Regions from separate parts of the Mus musculus genome. Here all the other regions are linked to region 1. The links are chromatin contacts, called in public Hi-C and HiChIP or PLAC-seq maps. All regions are on one chromosome and are shown on one strand. Each heading gives the region's core, a stretch centred on a gene start, on an enhancer-like site or on the middle of the called end of the contact. The rest is flanking DNA. Distances are from core to core; before and after follow the strand shown. Region 1 holds the start of Bcl11b (B cell leukemia/lymphoma 11B). Region 2 overlaps 4933406K04Rik (RIKEN cDNA 4933406K04 gene). Region 3 has its middle 38 kb from the start of Gm52000. Region 4 has its middle 39 kb from the start of 1700013N06Rik. Region 5 holds the start of 1700121N20Rik (RIKEN cDNA 1700121N20 gene).

Region 1 (2,700 bases), core at 200-2,699:
AAATTTAATAAATAAAAAGCAACCGCGACCAAAAAAAAAAAAAAAACCCGCGGGGGAGAGACTCGCGCAGGCTGCGGCCGGGGCTTCCCAGAGCTCTGCAAGCCGACCTCGCCGGTGGCAGCGCGGGTACCCGGCTGGCTCTGGGAGAACTGTGTACCTGCGCGGCTCGCGCTGGCGTTTTCTTTTCTAAATGAACCCAGCTGGGGCGGTGGAAGCTGCTGAGAGTCTGCCCTGCTGCCTGACTTTGCAAGCCCCTCCACTTGCTTGAAATCCGGCGGATTTGCACCGCGACCTGCCTTGTTTATTTAGATGGGAAGATGAAAGATACAGAGATAGAAAGATGGATAAGAGGATGATAGGTATTTTCTCCCCTTCCTTTTTCTTTCTCTTCATTTTTACTGTTATAAGAGCATCCCTTTTTTTTCCCCACTCATGACTTTTTTGTTAACTCGTGGCGGGGATTTTTTTTTCACCAACCCAAAACCTCCCCCCCACACCTTTTTTTTTTTTTTGAGTTGGGGGGGGAAAGAAGACAAGACCGTCCCAGGAGACGGAGGTGGGGAAATGAGGAGGGGGTGCTCCAGCACAGCAAACAGCTGCGCAGCTGGATTCTTTTGCAAATAGCGAGAGGAGGGGAGGGGACGGCGGCTTCGGAATCCTAGCAGCGGCGCGGTCGGCGCCCAGCCTGGCGGGGCGCAGCGACCGGGAACCCGAAGCCCGCGGCCATCCCTTTCCCCTGCGGGTCCCTGGGTCCAGGGCGCTCTCGGGGCTCCGTCCGCCCGCTCCTCCGAGCGCGGACCCACGCGCTCGCCAACTTTTCCCGGCTCCCCCTCCCCCTCCACTCCTCGGCCCCCTCCCCCTCCTCTCCAAACCCCGCCACCAGCGCCGCCGCCGCCACACACGCCGCTTGGAGGGCCGAGCGTCCGGCCGGGCTCGGCGCGCACAGCCGCCTGCAAGCCCGCGCGCCCCCTCCCCGGCCCGGAGCCCGCGGCGGCTGCCCCCGGCTGCAGAGAAACTTTCCCAGAACCCCACGCTCGGCCGCTGCTCCCGGGTTGGTGTCCCCAGCCCCGGGCGCCCGGAGCCCCAGCCGCCGGCCCTTCGCGCGTGCGGCAGACACTTACGCGTGATGAGTTCCCTCTGGGACAAGTGCTGCGGGTTGCCCTGTTTGCGGCGGGACATTGCCCCGGCATCTATTCTGGCATCGCCCGGAAAGCTGCACAGATGCGGGCCGGGGAGGGGGTCTGAGCCGCCGCCGCCGCCGCGCCTCCTCCTCCGCCCGGGTTGGTGCCTCTGCCCTTCCTCTCTTCCTCTTCCTCCTCCTCTTCTTCTTCTTCGTCTTTATTTTGCTCTTTCTTCTGGGCTGTGTTTTTGTTTTTGTTTTTGCAAAAAGAAAGAAGAAAAAGCCAGGAAGATGGCTTGCTCTAAAATAGAGAAAAGGCTAAAATAAATTATAAAACTGCTGTTGCTCGCCGCTGGCTGGCCGGTTTCTTTAAAAATATATTCTTTTGGAGGAAAAATATCTCTCACACTTCTTCAAAGTGCTTGGCCTCTTAGACTTGTAAATGTCTTCTTGAAGTTACGCCGGGTTTTGCACCGGCCTCTGACACTTTTCTTTCGGGGTCTGGTAGGTGGAACGCGCACTTCCACCCAAGGGGAGGGGGGAGGAAAAAATGCAAACAAATTTCAAAAAAGCCAAAAAAAAAAAAAAGGCAAAGAAAACTTGGGGACTTGTCTCGTACCCCCTCACCCCGCCCCCTCAAAAACCCAAAAGCAATGAAAAGCTGCCTTGGTTCGGCTCTTTCTGGGTTTTCTGCGCGCTGCCTGCTTTTTTTCTTTCTCGGAGGCTGACCCCTCCGAGGCTCTGGGGGACTCCGGGAGCGGCTCCTTCCCGGGTCACCTGGCAGGCTGGCGCCGGCCGGAGGGGCTGCGGGTCCCCGCGTGCGCTCCCCAGCGCTGCCCGGCGCCGCGGGCCCAGGGGGAGCGGGGCTGCGGGGCGGCTCGCCCAGTGCGCCCGGGTCGGTGCGGGCGTGGACGGGAGCTATAGATTGCAACGTGAAGATGGCGGAGTCCGGGTTCTCCGGGAGCTCTCGGTCTCTCTGTGGCTGGGGCTGCCTCTGTACAATGGGATAAAATTCAAGTTCAAGTGCGGACGTGACGTTTAATCTGCTCTAGAGACAAAAAGACCCAGAGAGTCGGAGCACTGGGGGCGACTAGCGGTGGCTTTTTAACATTGTACCCTGTAAGAGAACAAGAAAGCACACACCGAGACACGCGCGCGCGCACTCACACACACTCGCCAGTGCGCACACCCGCAACCCAGGCCGGCCGGCCACACGTGCAAACTACTGTTTTTGTAAGCTGGTCTTATCACCGAGCACCGGTAGCGCAAAAGAGGGTGGGGGGGGATAAATAAAATAAAATCTTGTCCCCACTCACTCTTCCTCCCCCGGGAGCCGGACTCCCTGAGAAAGGGGGCGGAGTGCTGTGTGAGTAACTGAGGTACACTGAGTCCAAGCAAGTCCAAACCCACCCACTCGAGAAAGAGGGCTGGAAACCACGGGCTGGGGGAGACTGAGGCGACAGATAAAATTGTTTTCCTTCACTCTCTAGAAAAGTAGTTACAGTTGGTTTTACTTATTTGGAGAGGGGAGCATTTTGTAGAAACTTCCAAAAAAGTGTCTCCATATAAACCGTTGGGGG
Region 2 (2,700 bases), core at 71-2,570, 1.3 Mb before region 1:
CTTCATGATTTTCACTCTGTCATTGGCGTGGGGGAAGGGGTCCCAAGTTTCCTCTCTGCCATCCTTCCTGTTCAGTTGAGAGTTCTCTTCTGGTGAAATTTCAAAGAGACCATTTTAATCCAGGTCTTCAAATACCTCTTCAACACTCCTGCTCTTGGAGTCCCTTGCCAAATACCAGGGTACCACCTGCCCTCCCCTTACCTGGAGTAAGGAGCCAAGAAGTATGAGGTCATGAGGAGCCCTCACCAGTTAGATTTAGAATCCAGCATAAGCTGCCTTTGGCCACACACCATGACTTACGCCTGTCTCTTTTAGTGAAATGTATCCAGACCAAAATCTTCCTTAGTGTATGTAAAAGCGTAGCACATTTTCAAACTAAACAATCTACTAGCTCTACAGCATTTAGAAGTTAAAAAAAATTCTTTATGATTTAAAATAATTTTTTAAAAAATGAATCGATTGTTCCATGCATGTTATTAACAAATGGTTCCTGGAAAAAGTTTCCTTTCTTCCCCCTTCACATTTTCAAATTTGTAGAGATTTAAAAACAAGACCCTCTGGTACAGAGAAAGTACTCTGCATGAAGGCCCCTCAGGCTTCTTACAGGAGGGCAAAATGATAAAATTTTCTATGGAGGGCAATTTGCCAGTGTGTGTTGGGAACATTAAATACATCGGTACCCTTTGACCTAGTAATTCTATTTCCAGGAATCCATTCTACTCAAGTAATCCAACATAGATAGCTACTTGTACGAATTGGTTTATTTAAGCACGACCTACAGTCAGGAAGAGGGGGGACAAAAAGGAGGTTATAAAATGCCCGAAAGAGGTGAACAATTAGGCAAAATATCAGAGATCAGTATTAGGCTACGATTACAAAGAAATATTAATGAAATGGGGGGAACTGGATCTTGAGAGTTGGGGTCCAAACACAGACTTCAACAGTCTCAGGAGAGTGTGAACCTAACCCCATAAAATATATGTGCATAGACGACGAGGCCGCGCCATTCCTGCGTTTTCATTATTGATTATCGTCTCAGCTTAGATGACAGGCCCGTTTCTTCTTTGTTCTACTTTCTCTCTGCCATTAACATAAAAATTCAAAACATTCCTAATAATAATCGAAAAGTTGAGGCCGTTTCCAGAGAAGTGAGTCTAGCAAGAAAGATGCAACAAAGAGAGTTGGGCTAAGTTCACATTTTTTTTTTTTTCTGAACCAACTTGTGCTTCTAAATTAAAATCCTGCCTCTCCACACACTGGGTTCCTGGAAGCTGACCAAAATCTGCTCAGTAATATTAATTCTACTTAAAAAAAGCGGAGGGAGCATATTGAATCGCATTTGCGTATGGTCTGGGTGCTTGGGAGAAATCAGTTGGTAAGTACTAAAGTGATGTCTGAATGTTTCTATTTGCATTTTGAAAATTGACAGATAATTGAAAGGAATTGGCATGGAAATCTCTCAGAGGAAGCCTGCCTACAGAGGCATCCTGGTGCCCAGAGTTTTGTTGCAGAATGTTCTAGAACTGCATACTTCTTTAGTTGGGGTGGCTTCTCTGTTTACTTGGGAGAGACTCTGAAGAGCTCTGTCCTGCTAGAAAACACCTGAAGGTCCTCCTCCCCTGTATTCAACAGTCAAAGCTGCTTCATTTTCTTCAGTTACGTTTTCTGAGAAATCACTGAGTTCTACACACAGAAAGAAAGAAAGAAAGAAAGAAAGAAAGAAAGAAAGAAAGAAAGAAAGAGAGAGAAGATGAAAAGAAAAAAGTCACCGGAAACAGCAATCGTCTTGGTGTCTTTCAAAGTCCACAGAGATACTTCAGAGAACAGTCTTGGTTGACATTATTTCTTAATTAATTTATTAGCTTTTTAATTAGAAATGGTAGCCATAGCTTCCCAGGAAGCGAATTCCCACAATGCCTATTTTGAAGTAGTCAGGAGGATTAAACAGTATTTTAAAGGTTGCAGGCGTGCCCGAGCTATGCATGCTAATATAGTTCTAAAAACAGAAATTATATAGAAACATGAAAAAGAAAAAAAATTGAAAAGGAATAAACATACTTTGTGGAGAGAGGGAGAAATGAAGGAAGGGAGTGACGGATGGGAGACAGAGGACCAGAGGGCGAGCAACAAAAGCCATTGAGGGGTTGGAGATCAGACCCCTTCCTGCAACTTCAAGCCGCGAACCTTCCCTGGGGGCAGGGCTCCGAGCCCTGGGAAGCCTCTCTGAGAACGTTGGTGGCCTGTTTCTGTGTGAGCATCCTGATTTCCACAAAATGTATTTATTTAACAAATGTCACCCCAAACAGGTTGGCAGCAGATGAGGTTTATTTAATGGCACTAAAACAGGTGAGACATGCCTTATATTTTCTGGGTCTGTTTATGCTTCTATAAAGGGTATAAAGGGGGGGGGGAGCTAGTTACAGCTCCTTACACACCCAGACTGAGCTGAGGTGTGTTTAAAACACACACACACACACACACACACACACACACACACACACACACACTTTGCTTGGTAGCCTGTTTAGAAAACACACATCTTTTGTATTTTTCCCCCCAAAGCAATGCACACCGTTTTTTATTTTACTTTTTCCACGCCGAGGGCAGGATCATGGAAACTGGACAGTCTCGGTTTATTTCAGTGCCCACCTGCCTTCTCTTTGGAATGGGTCTGCTTCAAGCTTTGCCATTTCCATTCTA
Region 3 (2,700 bases), core at 108-2,607, 1.2 Mb before region 1:
GCTCTTCCGACACTCCTATGAACTCTGTCTGGCCCTGTTACAGTCTCTAACTTTGGGTCACACACATTCATTTCGTCATGAATGGCCCAAGGGCAGTGTTTATATTAAACCACGAGCAAGCATGACTTTAATGGCTGAGGCCCTATAAGTAGGTGGGTAAGTAGAAGGGACAGAAGGGCCTTTGTTTGTTCTGGTTCATTAACCCATGTGTTTCCCACTTGAATGGAGAGGAAGCAACCAAGAAATGTTATTATTTCAAAGTTGGAGCCCTAGAGATTGGAGGACGGGCAAAAGTTAGAAGAGTGGGTTGATTCTGAGGGACCAGGTGGCAAGGATGTGAGTGGTAGAGCCCAGGGTGATGCTGTAGGAGAAATATCCATGATCAAGCATATAATGGAGGTTCCAATGCTTCTGCCTGCTCATGGAGCAAGATGTGTCAGCATCCCCTCTCGTGTGCGGAAACCTTATTAGACCTGTTAGAAATTCCTGTGGTCTTGTAATTCTCCCCTAATGAAGATGATAATTAGGACCCTTCTACCCATTGCATGGAGTGAAGGTATGGATGCAGAACCCAGTCCCTAATGTTTTATTTTAAATAAAAAACAAGTTCTTTGTACGTTATTCCTACAAAGAGCAAGGGTGAAGGTTTTTCTTCTCCCCGCTATCAAAACACCAGTTAAATGATACTTTGATAATTTTCTCAATGTGTCAGCTGCCAACAGCACTTTAAATAATAAGAATTGGATCCCTCCTAACTAGGGCAGCAATTTTATTGAAAAAAAGAATGCTGGAGGCCCCTGTGCTCAGGATCTTAGGAAGGAAACCACAGACTGGAGGTGGGGTTTCCATTGCTGACACCTGTTGGGACTTGCCCTGGTGGTGTTTGTCTTCTGATGCTAATTCTCCTTCCCCAAGAGGGACTGCCCTCTTGCGGAAGTGGGATCATGTACTCTGGTGATTTCCTGTGAACTTTCTTCCCATTCTAACTGGTCGAATAAAGGCTAGAGCCTGTGATTGGGCAGTGGAAGGGAAAGGTAGGGCTGGAGGGTTTAGAGAGGGAGAGAGAGGAAGGAGGAGAGACAGAGGAAGAGACAGAGGAAGATGAAGCAGAGTCATGTGGCCTAGAGAAGCTGCAAGTAGCATGGAATCTCATAGCTGGGGAGTAGAGTAGTGTAGTGGTAAATCTGCCCAATCTAGGCATGTAGTTTATAACTGAGTTGTGTGTTCATTGCACGGGCTCATTGGGGTTGAAGATTTATTGCAACAGAAACCAACAGACACACATTCACCTTGACTCTCCCAAGAGCTAGGCCACCCTGCTGGCCTAAGAAGTGGTGAGGGAGGCACTCAGGAAGTCACTAGGTGTGTTCCCATGCGGCTCTGTATTGGAGTGTCTCCGGATCTTGTGTGATCAGGTGAAGGATTGCCTTTGAAGACAAGGCTCCTTCTAGGGTGTGCAAGAGTGGGCAGGAGAGCTGGTGCGGGCAGAGCAGTCACTCTCTTCAGTCACCATGGGGGAGGGGGAGTCGAGGAGATCTAGCATTAGGGTGCGGAGAGGGCCACAGAATTTTGTCATAAATGGTTTGATCATGTAGAGCTGCCAGTCAGGCTCAGCTGTTTCTCTTCTGAGACAGGATCTCTGCAGGCTGGACAGGAACTTGCTGTGGAGACCAGGCTGGCCTCGAACTCACTGAGATCCCCTGTTTCTGCTACCCAAGAGCCAGGAGTAAAAACATGAGCTACCATACCTAGATAATCAATCCTTTTTTTTCTTTAAAGTCACTGAACTACTCATTGAAATCACTTACTTCAGGCCAGATTCTACTTTCCTTCTTCTTTACTCAAAACTCCCATCCCAGTGTGAGGAATCCTCGGCCCACTGTCCTCCCTGCAGGCAGTCTGGAACATACAGGTAGTGACTAGCTTTCAGAATCACTCCATTTTCCACTGGGACATGCCGAGCTTAGGAACTAGACTTTGAGATACATGTATCTCCTGGGTGCAAAGTGGTGTCTTGTGATTTTAGCTGCATATATATACATATACATAGACACAGACACAGACACAGACACAGACACAGACACAGACACAGACACAGACACACACACACACACACACACACACACACACATACACATATACATCATATACATCTACATCTACATATTCATTTGAGGTTTATTTATATTTTTTACATTCATTTTGCAGAGTTTGCAATGGACAAGTCTTCACTGTAAATTAAAAAGCCAAAACCCAAGCTAAAACCCATCTCTGAAGCCCATCATTGCCCAAGGTCCCTTCCGTAAGCCCATAGCCCATCTTTCTGCAGAATCGCCTTCCCTGCCTCCGACGGGAGCCCAGACTACGCAGATCTCCTTCCCTCCTTAGCTCTGGTCTGTTCTGGAGTTTGGTATGAATCAGGTAAATGCACACTCCACGTTGAACATGGCTGTTCTCCGTGTGTCCGCCTGTCCATATGTCCGTCCATCCACTGTCACCTTTATTGCCCAGAATGCTTCACTGCACCATGATTTTGCCATCAGTTTTCTTGTCTATTTAAAATTTCCATGCAACATGTTTTGATCATATTCTTTCCCCTCCCAAATCTCTCACAGATCCTCCTTCATTTTTCTGTGATGGACGTTGGGTTGTTTAGCTCCAGGCTCCTAAGAATAAAGTCACCACTGGCATTTCTGTGTG
Region 4 (2,700 bases), core at 184-2,683, 1.1 Mb before region 1:
GAACACTGGGAGGCTGAAAGAAACGGAAGTCAAAACTGATGGTGCTAGGGTTGGAAGGATGGCTCAGTGGTTAGAAACACTTGATGCTCTTGCAGAGGGCCTGAGTCCAGTTCCCAGAACCTATACAATGGCTCATAACTACCCATAACTCCAGCGTATACAATACTCTCTTCTGATCTACTCAGGTACCAAGCATGCACACGGCACACAGACGTGCGTGCAGGCAAAACATCCGTGCACATAGAATAAATAAATCTGCCTACTCTCTTTCTGTTTTTCTGTGAAGCAAGAAATATGCCCAAGTCATTGTCTTCTTTTCTATGTGGGATGGGGCTGGGTCAATCCCTACAGGGCTGAAAAGAACCGAAGAATTTCTCTGAAGCACGCAACCCATCACAGCTATGTTCTGTAAGTACCGACTTCTTCCTATTCCTCCATCACACACACAGACTCACAGGAATGGGTAGAAAGAGGCTGGCGGGTAGACAAGTGCCCTGCCCTCAGCCCCAGGGCAAGCATCAAGCTTGGCATAAACTAGTGCTGTTGAGACAGGCCATGCCAGTTCCTCCTGGCCTGCTCTGGCTGCTAGAATATTCTGCAGAGTAAAGGGTGGTACATTGCCCAGAATTGTAAGAACCTGCCACTGCCAATGCCAGGGACAGAACCCAGATCTCAGAACCAGGGCTCTGTGCTTCTCCTGAGTCCTGTCTGCTCATCTATGCTGCCTTTCCTATCTGACTTTGCTCTTTGTGCCTAGTAGAAGGTAGGAGATTGGCTCCTGGTAACCCAGAGCACAAAAGCCATGGTGTGATGGTGGTGGTGGGTCTCTGCTCCTCTGTGAGACAGTGTCACCGGGATTGCTCATCAATTAGTGAGAGCCACATGAACTTGCTCTCCTTCGCAGTCAGCAGCCCTGCTCACCTGTCTGTGTGGGTTTTCAGTGGGTGGTGATTCATCTCAGGGCTCAGTGAGGACAGAGCCGCCAAGTGCCTCGAGATAGGGCAAGGCCCATAATGAGCCACACCCACTCTGCTGAGGGATAAACAAGAGCGTTTGCCAAGAGACTCTGTCCTCCCATGAACAACTGACCTTGTATTCCTCAGGTCTTTTATCCTCTGAAAAGGCAGAGGAGAGGACCCACTAGACTTGGGGTCTAGGAGTTACAGCCAAGCCCCTCCCCACTTGTCCTGTGTACCCTCTGAACTCAAGTGGTTCAACTGTTCTCTGAGATAACCGGCTAGCGATGTGGTGCTCTATGTAGATATATATGTATTTGTAGCTACATGTAGACTTTGCAAAGCCCCAGTAAGCTTGGCCTGAGTACTTTGGAACAGTCTCACATTGCTTTTGCAGAGACTCGTAGGAGACGGGGGCATTCGGGTCTCTGCCTTTGCTCATAGGGACCTGGCTCTCCTGCCAAGGATAACGATGCGATTAATGTGCAGTGGGTTCCTGCAGTGAGTCACACCATATCTAAGCACTTCACCTACCATCTTACTTAATCCCCCACCAAGGGAGAGGCGGATGCAATGGCTGTTGGCCATCTACAGATGAGGTCGCTGTAGTTCAAACTGTCCAAGCCCATATTCCAGCAAACCTAAAAACCAGTGCTGTGAGAATTCCAGGACCATTGATGGCCACTGCTTCCTCCAGGATTTGTTTTCATTAGAGCACTGGACTCTGAGGTCAGCTTGAGATTCGTATGTCCTTTCTTCTGCTCAGCTGGGTTCTTAGTGTAAGATCTCTTAAGCTCACAGCTCCACAGTTCACAGCCCCCTCCATGCACTGATCCAGACTCCCTACCAGACAGCAAAACCCAGCAAACCTGAAAGACTGGGTAGGTACAGCTCCTGGTGTTGGAGGCCAGCAGCTACACACAGGAGCTGTTCCAAATGAAAGTCTCCTCTGGTTCCCTAAGAGGACCACAAAGAAAAGAGAAGATCAGAGTGGAGGCTTGGGGAAGGAAACATTTTGTAACCACCAATACAAGCATGGGCTCTCAGGCCTTATGAGAGACCCCACAGCGCCTGGGAGTGCCTGTCCTGGTTCTAGAGTGTGACGGACATCACTGGGGAAGCAGTGGGGACAAGCACTGAGTGCTCTTGTGCCTTATCCAGACAGCAGCTTGACCAAGGTGCATCTGACAAACAACCTTTGTTTTAGGCTGAATTAATTATTTTTTAAAAATCGAGTTAACCACTGTCCTCATGTCCTGGCAGGTGCCAGGAACCTCAAGTTCTGCAAGCTGCAGAGAGTGGCCTCTCTACTTGAGGACAATGAAGACTAGAGGACTGGGGACACTGTTCTTAGTGTCATTTTGTGCTTTTGAGTCACAGTGATCCTTTTCCACACTAGAAAGGAAGGACTAGATTAACATACTGGGGGCAGAATGTAGAATCAGGTTGCTTCCAAGAGGGCTTTAGAGTCACAGACCCCGTGGCAGTCAGGCAGGTACAGAGAGAAGGGGGATGGCTTTAAAGGGTCATCTTCCACATAACTCCGACTCTCCTGCAAAAATCACTTAAACTCACCTTAGTTCCCTGATCCATCAGGTTTATTTTGCCATTCTTGAATTATATGTGTACTCAACGGAAAAATATATTCGAAGTGTCTGATGTAGTCTGAAACACAAGCTAATCGTACCAGCAAGTCCACAGAATTCAAATACAGCCACAGAATTTTCTCAGAAGGAGACTTTTG
Region 5 (2,700 bases), core at 164-2,663, 1.6 Mb before region 1:
CAGAGGCAAGAAGTCTAACTACAGTAGGTAATCTCTACTGTCAACGTGACGGTACTTAAAAGCACCTAGAAAGTTGATAAGGTACACCCAGGTGTGTCTCAGTCTATTTTCAAAGAGGAGGAACTGAGGAGGAAAACCCCACCCAGAGCGTGGGTGTCACTATCCTGTGTGCTGGGGGGTGCGGATGGACTAATGGTGTGGCGAGGAAACCCACTGGATTCTGACGTTACCTCTTCTTGGCTTGCTGACCACCACGAAGTCATTGTCCACTGAAGGCTGCCATCCCATGATGCTCTGCATCATAGCCTGCCCTGCAACGCAGAGTCAAGTGGCCCCGCTGAAACTGAGCTCAAATTATTGATTACTATGATAAGCCGCTTCTGCCATTTACGAGATCACACCAACAAGAAAACAAATGTACTGCTAGAGGCAGGCTTGCAGAGGTTAGACCATGCTGCTCAGAAGAAGAGAGCCGGCCATCTTGCCAGATAGAGGACTAGTCACAGGGAGCAGCTGTAGAGAGGAAACTGTTTTCTGGCTGAGAAATGCATTTTCTGCCTCCAATTCTGCAATCCCACTCCTCGGGTTGTTGTCCTGTAGCTAAGCCCCACAACACAAGTGGTCGCACAACCTCTCAAGCCAGTACCACCCGCCGGGAACTAAGTATTCAAGCACTTTTGACTGTGGAGATTTCGTATTTGAATCTGAGCCGTCAGGTGGGTGCACGGAGCCCCATGGGTGCAAGGGGTGGGGGTATAGAGGGGGTGACAGGCTGGGGAAGGTGTCTCTGGTGTCCCACTTGCTCAGTCCGTTCCCACAGCCCTCCCCAGCTCTGTGTTTTTCTTGAGCGGAAACCTGTTTCCCCGCGGCAGCCCACCCCCACCCCCCATGGCCTTTGCCATTCTGATGATAATAGGTTTGTATCTGCAGCTGAATCAGCCTGTGCCTGTCCAGCCATCTTTAGCTCAAATTAATCACAGCTTTTTAACTCAAAACAGTACAACTCTGATCCCAGACAATTAAGTCTGCGCTGTTTAGACAAAGAGACTAATATAACTCTGAAAAGCCTAACCTTTGGCCGCAGCGATGTCTGGAGATAATGAGCTCCGTTTCAGTGGGTTGGCTTTGTGGAGAGGTATGTTGTGGAAGGAGGCGTCTATTTGCAGATTCTGCATCGGCGGGAGATGTACACCAGGGCCCACAGGCTCTGGTCCTGCGCGTGCAAGTGTGAGCGAAGGAGGGTGGGGTCCTGGGAGCCTAGCTCAGGCTGGAGGGTTTGAAGATGTAGATCCTTTCCTCCCTTGCAAAATCCAGCTGACTCTGATGAAGGGATGAGCATACAGCGCTGCTCCACACAAGACCTTTTTCATCTTTATGGGCGTTTGTGTCAGTTACTTCCTGTTGCTGTGATAAAACACAGCTGACTGAAAAGCAGCTTCTAGAAGGAAGGGTTTATTTGGGCTTATGGTACCGGAGGGAGAAGATTCCATCATGATGATGACACAATGGCAACAGGTGGCAGGCACGGTGACAAAGCTCGGTGGCCGGCATGGTTGCGGGAGCAGGAAGCTGAGAGCCCACATCCTAACCATGAGCGCGAAGCAGAGGGTGTGAACTGGAAGTGTGTAAGGCTTTGAATCTCTCAGCCCACTCGCCTTCTCTGACAGACTTCTTCTGACAAAGACACACCACCTAAACTCCTCCAAACCATGCCACCAACCAACAACCAAGTTTTTAAATGCCCCCAAGATGATGGGGGACAGTTCTCACTCAAATCACCGCAAAGCTAAAGGATGACTGCATAGATTTTAGGATGGGCGTGATTGGCATGGTGGCCCTGACAGTGAAACTGGAGTCTCCTGCAGTTTTGATTGAGTTTGACTGTGCTCCCCACTCCCAGCCCCTTCCCCACCCTCAGTGTTTCAGGTTTTAGAAACCTGGTTCTCCATATAGAAATTTATTGGACCTTTAGAGATAGGGCTAGTGGTAAGCCCTCACTGGGACCCGATTTTTCTGTCTTGTTATTTGTTTTCTCTCATTATGCCATTGGCCATGCTGTAATGGATAATAAGAGGGGCCTAGACAAGCTCCTACATGTGGTTTATGGCTTTAGATTCTAAACCTCTAAGCAAGGTAAATCTCTTTCCAAATTACCTAGCCTTGGGTGTTCTATGGTAGTAGCAGAAACAAAGCACCATGTGGTGGGCTGGGCCTTGGTTTGATGATTGAGTTCTGTGGATGGCCACAGTGATGCCGTGGGAGCGAGAGTCACGTGGGTGTGCTTGTTCCCAAGGATGTCTGAGAGGCCACACCCTGAAAAATCATCAGCAAAGGGGCTTTAGCCAAAGCTACCGAGATCCAACAAGAAAGCTGAGCTTAGTCTTGCAAAATGCAGGCAGTTTCTCCTGAAGAAAGATGTCGGAAAGGAAGTCCAGGCAGGAAGGGACATTGCAGGCAAAGGTATGAGTCAGAAGGCCGGGTGGAAAATCACCAGCCTTGCCTCAGAGCTGGAACACAGAATCTGAGGCCTTCTGTGGGCAGGGATGACACACACAGGGCCACTACATGGAAAGCTGTCCTCTCTAAAGTGCCCGGAGAGCAACTTCCAGACCAGTGTGGAAACGTTAAAGGTGTGTGGGCAGAGCATTAGATCAGTACAGCTTCTGGAACATCCCGTTGGTATCTCACCAGGCAGCTTAC

The links. A called contact is a pair of places that touch in the nucleus more often than the background predicts. HiChIP or PLAC-seq counts read pairs in DNA pulled down with a chosen protein or histone mark.
Region 2: a Hi-C map of ventral hippocampal neurons shows a contact between it and region 1, with 2.2 times the contacts expected there. The contact joins the enhancer-like site here to the promoter of Bcl11b in region 1. A contact is called at or near these places in 7 of 39 promoter capture datasets (the 3T3-L1 cell line, embryonic stem cells, hippocampal neurons and 2 more), 3 of 484 Hi-C or Micro-C datasets (embryonic stem cells, palatal mesenchyme and ventral hippocampal neurons) and 8 of 115 datasets of contacts at active chromatin or transcription factors (T-cell acute lymphoblastic leukemia, double positive thymocytes, embryonic forebrain and 5 more).
Region 3: a contact with region 1 is called in an H3K27ac HiChIP or PLAC-seq map of T-cell acute lymphoblastic leukemia, with 17 times the contacts expected there. The contact joins the enhancer-like site here to the promoter of Bcl11b in region 1. A contact is called at or near these places in 2 of 39 promoter capture datasets (both in embryonic stem cells), 5 of 115 datasets of contacts at active chromatin or transcription factors (T-cell acute lymphoblastic leukemia, embryonic midbrain, forebrain and 2 more) and 1 of 9 other capture datasets (embryonic stem cells).
Region 4: a Hi-C map of epidermal suprabasal cells shows a contact between it and region 1, with 4 times the contacts expected there. The contact joins the enhancer-like site here to the promoter of Bcl11b in region 1. A contact is called at or near these places in 9 of 39 promoter capture datasets (the 3T3-L1 cell line, embryonic stem cells, frontonasal cranial neural crest and 4 more), 3 of 484 Hi-C or Micro-C datasets (cerebellum, epidermal suprabasal cells and olfactory sensory neurons) and 6 of 115 datasets of contacts at active chromatin or transcription factors (the SCID.adh cell line, T-cell acute lymphoblastic leukemia, embryonic forebrain and 3 more).
Region 5: an H3K4me3 HiChIP or PLAC-seq map of stem cell-derived neural progenitor cells shows a contact between it and region 1, with 12 times the contacts expected there. The contact joins the promoter of 1700121N20Rik here to the promoter of Bcl11b in region 1. A contact is called at or near these places in 4 of 39 promoter capture datasets (the 3T3-L1 cell line, embryonic stem cells, hippocampal neurons and 1 more), 2 of 484 Hi-C or Micro-C datasets (both in embryonic stem cells), 4 of 115 datasets of contacts at active chromatin or transcription factors (T-cell acute lymphoblastic leukemia, embryonic midbrain, embryonic stem cells and 1 more) and 1 of 9 other capture datasets (embryonic stem cells).

What each region holds. Positions count from the first base shown.
Region 1 is chr12:108,001,965-108,004,664 of GRCm38.p6, forward strand. It overlaps Bcl11b (B cell leukemia/lymphoma 11B), which reads right to left and starts at 1,450. Exons shown (of 4, transcript NM_001079883.1): 1 at 1,122-1,450. The coding sequence starts at 1,179.
Region 2 is chr12:106,684,866-106,687,565 of GRCm38.p6, forward strand. It overlaps 4933406K04Rik (RIKEN cDNA 4933406K04 gene), which reads right to left. Exons shown (of 8, transcript NR_015512.2): 8 at 742-1,154. Among named protein-coding and RNA genes, the nearest start is that of 4933406K04Rik, 30 kb to the right of the region's middle. Within about 2 kb of position 1,321, at least 8 of the 459 cell types and tissues checked have an H3K27ac peak or open chromatin away from gene starts, as enhancers often do. A contact at or near this core is called in forebrain and ventral hippocampal neurons, where this site is marked.
Region 3 is chr12:106,773,639-106,776,338 of GRCm38.p6, forward strand. No RefSeq gene overlaps it. Among named protein-coding and RNA genes, the nearest start is that of Gm52000, 38 kb to the right of the region's middle. Within about 2 kb of position 1,358, at least 4 of the 459 cell types and tissues checked have an H3K27ac peak or open chromatin away from gene starts, as enhancers often do. A contact at or near this core is called in T-cell acute lymphoblastic leukemia, where this site is marked.
Region 4 is chr12:106,903,383-106,906,082 of GRCm38.p6, forward strand. No RefSeq gene overlaps it. Among named protein-coding and RNA genes, the nearest start is that of 1700013N06Rik, 39 kb to the left of the region's middle. Within about 2 kb of position 1,434, at least 11 of the 459 cell types and tissues checked have an H3K27ac peak or open chromatin away from gene starts, as enhancers often do. A contact at or near this core is called in epidermal suprabasal cells, where this site is marked.
Region 5 is chr12:106,446,253-106,448,952 of GRCm38.p6, forward strand. 1700121N20Rik (RIKEN cDNA 1700121N20 gene) reads right to left here and starts at 1,414. Exons shown (of 4, transcript NR_036593.1): 1 at 1,073-1,414; 2 at 231-311.